Regions from separate parts of the Mus musculus genome. Here region 1 is linked to region 2. Evidence: chromatin contacts called from public HiChIP or PLAC-seq data. All regions are on one chromosome and are shown on one strand. Each heading gives the region's core, a stretch centred on a gene start, on an enhancer-like site or on the middle of the called end of the contact. The rest is flanking DNA. Distances are from core to core; before and after follow the strand shown.

Evidence for each region. HiChIP or PLAC-seq counts read pairs in DNA pulled down with a chosen protein or histone mark.
Region 1: a contact with region 2 is called in an H3K27ac HiChIP or PLAC-seq map of heart atrium, with 5 times the contacts expected there. The contact joins the enhancer-like site here to the promoter of Fry in region 2. A contact is called at or near these places in 2 of 484 Hi-C or Micro-C datasets (both in embryonic stem cells), 6 of 115 datasets of contacts at active chromatin or transcription factors (embryonic forebrain, embryonic stem cells, forebrain and 3 more) and 4 of 9 other capture datasets (adipose tissue, embryonic stem cells, liver and 1 more).

The regions. Positions count from the first base shown.
Region 1 is chr5:150,388,645-150,392,283 of GRCm38.p6, reverse strand. Fry (FRY microtubule binding protein) reads right to left here. Exons shown (of 61, transcript NM_172887.2): 19 at 3,329-3,511; 20 at 1,562-1,648. Among named protein-coding and RNA genes, the nearest start is that of Gm36299, 17 kb to the left of the region's middle. Within about 2 kb of position 1,728, at least 21 of the 459 cell types and tissues checked have an H3K27ac peak or open chromatin away from gene starts, as enhancers often do. A contact at or near this core is called in heart atrium, where this site is marked.
Region 2 is chr5:150,257,882-150,261,937 of GRCm38.p6, reverse strand. It overlaps Fry (FRY microtubule binding protein), which reads right to left and starts at 2,008. Exons shown (of 61, transcript NM_172887.2): 1 at 1,600-2,008. The coding sequence starts at 1,669.

The DNA of each region.
Region 1 (3,639 bases), core at 479-2,978, 130 kb before region 2:
ACTGGACTTTCAGAGCCAGGGAGATGAGATCCTATCAAGTGGTCTCCCTAAACCTGGGTTCTGGGGAGATCACTGACTCTAGAGACAGACATCTCCTGCATTCATGACTAAGCAGCTGTAAGTAATCTCTCCTGATAGTCTTTGTGAATCAGATGGGTACAGAAATCCAACGCCTGTGCGTGCTCACCTGCTGAACAGAGTGCAGGATGCTGACCTGGTGACATGCTTAGGATCTGAGTCTAGCAAATACAGAAGAAAATGAGGATATATGACAGTCATCTACAGGAAAGGCAGATGTGCATGTATAAGAACTATAGGAGCCCTTCCACGTCGGGTTCTGACAACTGTAACATAAGAGAACGTATACGTCTTTATTCTGACTGTGCCTGGCCAATGGCCTTAGTGATTATCGTGATTGTGATTGCCCAAAATTAGCATTTTGTGTTCTGTGTCATGAAAGTCTGTGGAAAGTTTACAGATTCCACAATGCAGTCATTTGCATATGTGACAGGCATCAGTGCTAAGTACCAGCTAAGTGTGTTCTTCAGTGACCCCCCCCCCCTCCCCGCAGACTTCCCTGTTTGTGGAGCTGGAATGAATCCAAGACTGCTCACTGGACTTTTCTGTTTTAAAGGATAGATAGCTAAGCTGGGTAGTGGTGACACACGCTTTCCCAGCGAGGCAGAGGCAGGAGGATGTCTGTTAGCGTATGCAGCTAGAGGCTTACATTTAGCTAGTACTGTGGTAAAAAATCTGCCATGTTCTAAATACTTGTCATCTTAGGTTGTAGATCCTTTTCCTCCTCCTCCTCCTTCTTCTTTTTTTTTTTTTTTGAGACGAGCTCTCACTATATAGAGCAGGGTGGCCTAGAACTCAGAGATTCACTCGCCTCTGCTTCCCAAGTGCTCAGGTTAAAGGCATTTGTACCACACACCACAGGCTCAAGGTTCCATTCCTGGGTCTAGTTTTAGGTTTCTTAAGGGTCACCGGGGCCTTTGATCCCAGCATGCAGGAGGCAGAGGCAGGGAGATCTCTAAGTTCTAGGCCAGCCTGGTCTACAGAGCAAGTTCCAGGTTAGCTAGGGCTACACAGAGAAACCCATCTTGAAAAACAAAGTGTTGTGCCCTGAGCTAACCCCTGGCTTAATGCTTCTGAGTTTTAATAACTGTGAGGGTCAAAGGTACTAAAAATAAAACCATCCTGGGAACTATAAAGTAACACATAGTGGAACTTATGTATTGAGACTGCTGTAATACAAAATATTAAGTACAAAATTAAACAAAGATTATGTATTAAAAATAACAATTTAAGGCTAGTTATTTGAAATTGAAGTTTTCAAAAATATTTGAAAGTTCAAATTTTGTATGAAATTTTTTTTTCAGACCTGTCCTGTGCTATTTTTTGAAAAGCTAATCTTTCTTTCTTAGGTATCTGGGTCTCAGGTTATTAATCTGCCTTGAGAGGCTTGACACATAGGGTTTTTATTTGGCTCTGTTTTGAGAGAGAGGCTCAGGATTTATAACTGACATCAGATAGCATTGGGGACCACACGTCTGCTTACCGAATCTGAAACTGCCACATGAATGAAGCTTTCAAGAATGGAAGAACTCAGCTGATCCATGACATCAATCATTGGCCTGTCATCGTCCTGTACAAAGGAGGAGCCAGTTATACCCCATGGGAAACGTGTCCTTCCCACCGTCCCCACAACCTTCATCCCAGGACATGAAGCAGAGCAGCCTGCCAGACAGTGATAACAGTTTTCTCACAGAGACAGGAAAGAGAAGGCAGGGACTAAAACAACCCTTTGGTCCCGAGGATAGACAGACTTTTGATTTCCAGCGCAAGATAATTAAAGCTCCAGTTTCAAATACTTGCTCATACTCCAGAATCTAAATGCCAGTACTGTATATTAGTCTCGGAGACACTCACACTTCTGGGATAAGCTTAAGGGGCAGGAGCCCTGCCTGCAGGAACATACCTCGCTGGGACACTAAAATGATCTTATTTGAGGTCACTGGCTTACCAGGATAGCTGACAACGTGGCCTGTGATTGAATTTTAGTCCAAAGAAAACACACAGTAGACAAGCCCTGTACCCCATGCTTCCCATGTGCAGTGCAGCCTTGCCTCTTATCTTGGGAGGCCACATTTTCTTCCGCCACCATCGAAACCAAGGTGTTTGTTTTGGCGTCATGATGTTTTAAAGAGGATGTATTACGTTTTCTAGTTTATTCTCTATGTGTGGCAGCTTCTTAATTAGATGTATGTCAGATGCTGAGAGGAATGACCCACAACCAAATTAATCTTAAAATTCTTGGTAAAGTGGGGTCATTTAGGAACTTAGAAGTGGTCTCTTCTGTCACTGTCAGAATATAGGATTTGCTTCTACTAGATTAAAGATGCCACTGTGCCCATAAATCTCACAATATGGTTACACAGTGACAATACCAGCTGATAGTCCAGCGTGGCTGGGAAGTTCCACAAGGCCCCACCCCTGGTAGAGAGCTACAGGTAGTTAACGGCTGTTGAGAAAGATAATTAGTCTTCTCTATACACAAATCTCCCATAGGTTATCTGATCCTAAACGGTCAGCCCTAAGCACATGCATATTAGCAATACTAAATGGACTAGTAGGCTGGACTTTCACACTATATATATTATATGTGTGTGTGTATCATATGTATGTTTATGTGTGTATGTATATATATATGTGTGTGTGTGTTTAAAAAGAGAAGATAGTGAAATTGGGGGGGTATGGATTGGAGCCAAGAGAGTGTTGTATGGAAATACAGTATGAAATTTGGAAATAAAGTTTAAAAAAAAAGAAGCAGCAGAAAAGACCCAGGTTCAGTTCCCAGCACCCACACGGCAGTTCACGACTGCCTGCAACTCCAGTGCCAGCAGATTTAATGACTTCTTCTGGCTCGCAAGGACCCTGAATGTACATGGTACACGTGCTTGGGTGGAAAATACTTGTGCACAGAAAATAACAAGAAATGCAATCTTAAAAGGTGGTTTACTTAAGATTTTAAAAAGAATTCTGTTATAGCCTGGGAATGCATGTCTTTAATCCCAGAATTTAGGAAGCTGAGCCAGACAGAACTCTGTGAGTTCAAGGCCTACGGACCCTGTCCTCAAAACAAAATAAAGCAAAAACAGATAAACAAACCAAACGAAACTACAGCCACTATCTAATTAAAAACCCAACAATGTATCAACAACAAAGTCCTTGCCCTACACATATTAGGTACCCCCAATAGTACTGTGTTATTTCTAGTCTTTGATCCATAGCTGTTGAAGGGAGACTCCTGGAGAACACCCCGTACCTCGGGCTGACCCAGGGCCAGGAAGAGAGCTCGGATCTCCTTGAGTATCAGCACCGACAGCTTGCGTGTGGCCACCTGGAAGCTGCAGAGCAAGACGAGAGCGAAGCCTTCCACAGCATGGAGGACACTGCAGTGCGGGCCTCGTTCTGACTGCATACGGTGGCTGGAGCCGTTGGGAATGAGCTGTCGTGCAAGAAGAACATTCCAGGGTCAGCAGCAAGATAACAAGGGAGAAATACAGGCTTTCTGCACATTTAGTTTCATAAAATTAAATTGAAACAGCTTAGAGACAAGAGTGTGTGAAATGATTA
Region 2 (4,056 bases), core at 759-3,258:
AAGACAGACAAGAAGAGAAGATTTTAGAGAAATCCCTCTAGGTATTGTACAACATAAAGCATAATTTCCCATCCTGAGTGAGGCACGGCAAAACCGGATAGAAAGAAGCAGGCTGTGGACTCGTCAAACAAGCTTAAAATCCACATCCTGATGTCACACTTGTAAGCGGGGGATTTTGTTGTTTGGTTGTTTGTTTTTCCATTGAGATAAACTGCTCTCTGGAGTGTCCAGTCTGTCAAATTATTTTCATTAATCAGAGGGTCACCAGACAAAGGAAGATTCGTATGTGAGTCTGTGAGTATGGAGTATCCGGAAAATGAACCCAAGTTAAAAGATTTATGGCTTCAACAAAGCAGCAGCACTACTCCCAAATGGCCTCCCGCTTGTACAGAAACACTCCAGACAAGCCCCCTAGTGCACAGTGGGGCTCCCTGAGCTGGGGAAAATGGCTTCTGTGGAGATCATCCACAGATGCAACCCCCAAATATCTTTGGACAGGCGCTTCAGCTTTCTCAAAACAATCTAGCCCAAGTTCTCTTGCCTAGGTTTGTTTACATAAAAAGGATTTTTAGCTACAGGTCATTCGTGGAGGATACGTTCGGTACCCCTCAGGGTTCCAGGTAGGTTAATTAGTATATACCCAATAAAATATAGAAAATAATTTTTAGAAACAAAATTTTAATGCAAAACAGTCGAGAGCGTCTAAAAGATCTGTCAGTCATTTGGCACAAAATCAGCACAAAAGCAGATGCATCAATAAGACTCTGTTTTTAAAGTGTGCAGAAAAATGCAAGGTATCCCTGAACATCTGAAAGGCCTCATTCTGATTTCTAACCCAGACCCAGGATGGCTTAGAGGTTGCCTTTTTGAAATAGTGAATTGCTAACAATTTTTATATAGGTCCGAAATGCAACTTCAGAACCATGATATTTTTATAGCCTAAGGAACCATCTGGGTCAGACCCATACTTGTTTACATTTCAGAAGCACGCTTGTACTAGAGCAACTAAGACCTCTAGAAGCTGGAACAGATAAACAGCCTTCTGAACACCATGCACAGGTACCAGGGATAGACCAAATGGATCTGCAGACCAGTTTGTGCCTAACAAAGATGAGTCTTAGGTTTTGGACTTCCAAGTCGTTTTCCCTCTTCAGACAATTACAATAATTGTCAATAATACAATAATTGTTAATAAGACAATTACAAAGTACTCTCTACCCTGCCACACCCCTTCGGCTAAGCTGCACTTCACAAAATATTTAGATGAAGCCTGAACACAGCAAACAAACACCAGGCAGGCAATGCAGCCTGGCATGCCGAACCTGCCCTCCCCAGAGTCAGAAGGGCCGCATCTCTGGAAATTCTAAGGAAAAAAAAATCTATTAATTTTATTGCAGCCTTCAAAGTTGAGCAGGGATAGTTCAGACACTGACGTTTTTGATTTTCACAGCAGATGGAGAGAGAGAGAGAGAGAGAGAGAAACTTCCTCAGCTCACAAACATATGTGTCCAGTTGAGATATGATTGCTCCAACCTTAGCAGCATCCAGAAAACAAAACCAAAAAAAAAATTATATATATATATATTTTCTATCACTCACCGTTACTCCAGGATTTCAGTAAATATTTGATACTGATTTCAAAGAAGCCGGAATCCTGCTGGCTGGCCATGTCTGCCTCATACAAAGAAGCCCCTAGGACTAGAAGCTGCAGTTGGAGGAGCAGGTACCGGGCGTGGAGATGTGCCTGTCACAGGTTAGTGATGTAAGCGAGGGTCAGAAGCAAACGGCCACGCTCCTCATTTAAAGGACACCGGGAGAGGGATGCTCAACCTCTTCTCCTCTTCCTCCTCCTCCGGGGCCAGGGCTGGCTTCTTATTTGCTGGGTGCTGATCTCCCTTGCAAGCCTTCAGAGGCAGAGGCCTCAGCCGCTTTCATTTCAGAGCTGACATAAGCAGCAATGCCTGCCTACTGCCTGCGGCCGCCCACATGCTCAGCCACAGCCAGGTATGGTGGCAGAGTCCCCACCCGCACTGTGAGCTGCTGCTGCACCCGGGTGGACAGATGTCTGGGCCTCCTGGCTGCCCACCCTGCAGCCCCCCGCTGAGGGATGGACTGAAGCCCCGCCCCCAGCCCCTTCCTTTCTCAACCTGAGCTCCCACCCAGCTTCCACCTCCCAGCTCGCTAGGGGAGGGACTAGGAATTTGCCAGCTGCCTGAGGCTCCTCGGTGCAGAAAGGTTGGCAGGCGGCAGCCCGGGGTGTGCTCGGGCTGCGATTTCCCCTTGTGTCTGTCCCTGAAAACACTCAACTGCGGCACTCTGCGGTAAGCCAGCTGCACCCTTGCATTTGGAAGCAGCGGCGTTTGGGGAGGGGTGTGTGAGTGTGTGTGTGTGTGTGTGTGTGTGTATGTGTGTGTGTGTGTGTGTGTATGGGGGGGGGGGGGGGGATTCTGTCATCGCTGCAACCGAGAAGCCAGACGCCTGCCTGCCTGGCCTTTCCTTCCTTCTCTGGGATGTGCAGACGGGGATCCGCATTTTGTGCAATACAGGCTTTTTGAGGGGCACCCTAGCCTCAAAGCCTGAAGGGAAGGAACACATGCTTAGTCGGCTTGCCTAGCGAACGCCCGGATTCCACCATGGACCGGTTTCTTCATGTTGTCATTTCTAAGACTCACACAGACCAACACACCTTATTTCATAAGCACGAAGGAGCTAGGATGCAAAGGCATTAGGCGCCTGCCTTCTCCTTAATTCTTGGTATCATGTGTCCTGATTTCAGTCGGCTTTGTTTCTCACAACTAATAGGCTTAGTGGAGGGATTAAATAAGAGAATTGTATTTTGACAACGATGGAACCTCTGTCAGGTGAGGTTTGACCAGCCATTTCGAAAGCCACTGGGCCCTCTTTTCCTCAGCATATCTATGACTGGAAGTTTCCAATAGAATGAATTATAATGTAGTAATTATTTAACGCCGCCGCCCCCCTCCCCCCCGCCCGGGCACACAAACGTACAAATTCCGTCCTCCAGCCAACACACAAACAAGACTTCCTAGTTCCTCTCCTAATTCATTCGAGAAACGAAAGGACAGTATACTTTTTTTTTTTCTAGCAAAGAACTTTAAAAACCAATTAAATGCCACTTCTAGAAATGTCCTGGTTTACCTGTGAATGTGGATATGGATACAGTACAGGATACACTCCTATACTCAATGCTTCAGCTTCCTGAAATCCTTCATCAGACTGAGGTCTCCCTAATTCACATGCATACTTCAGTGATGAGTTCATTTTTTTTTTAATCAGCTGTACCGAGAATGTACGAGATCTATGTAAAAGATGATTGGAAGGCTTTCCTTCAAAAATATCCATTAATAACTGGGTTGGCACTCCCCCATCTTACACAGCACTGAAAGAACAAGCCACAGGGGTACTGAGAAAAATGCTACATTGGCTCTCCCAGGGCCCCAGTCTCACCTGGCACCAGCTAGCTTCACTTGCATTGAAGCCTAAGGGAAATTATTAACTTTGCTAAACCTTGGACCCTCATTTATACAGTAGGCATACTCAATGCACCCATTTATACAGTGGGCATAATCAAGGCAACATTTCCTTGCACACAGCACTCTCATATTCCATTACTTAGTGAACCAATAGTAATAGTAAGTAGTGGGGGAGAGCAGGTTGTGATAAGCAAACAAGCTACTCTATATCGCCACTATAAATATTTATGGTTCGTTTGTTTTTGAGACAGGGTCTCTCTTTGTCTCCCTGGCTGTCCTGGAAATGACTATGTAGACCGCCTGACTCTACCACCTAAGTGCTGAGGTTACAGGTGTGCACCACCACACCCAGCCTTAAATACATAAACTTTTTACATCTTAATTTGGGACTTGAGAAAGGGCTCAGCTGTTCTTGAGGAGGACCCATATACAGTACCCAGCATCCCCAAACATCAGTAATTCTGGTTCCGGGGGTTGCAGCGCCTTCTTCTGGCCTCCACAGGTACTGCATGCACAGATACACATGCGGGCAAAACACTCGTATACATAAAGTAGAAATGAA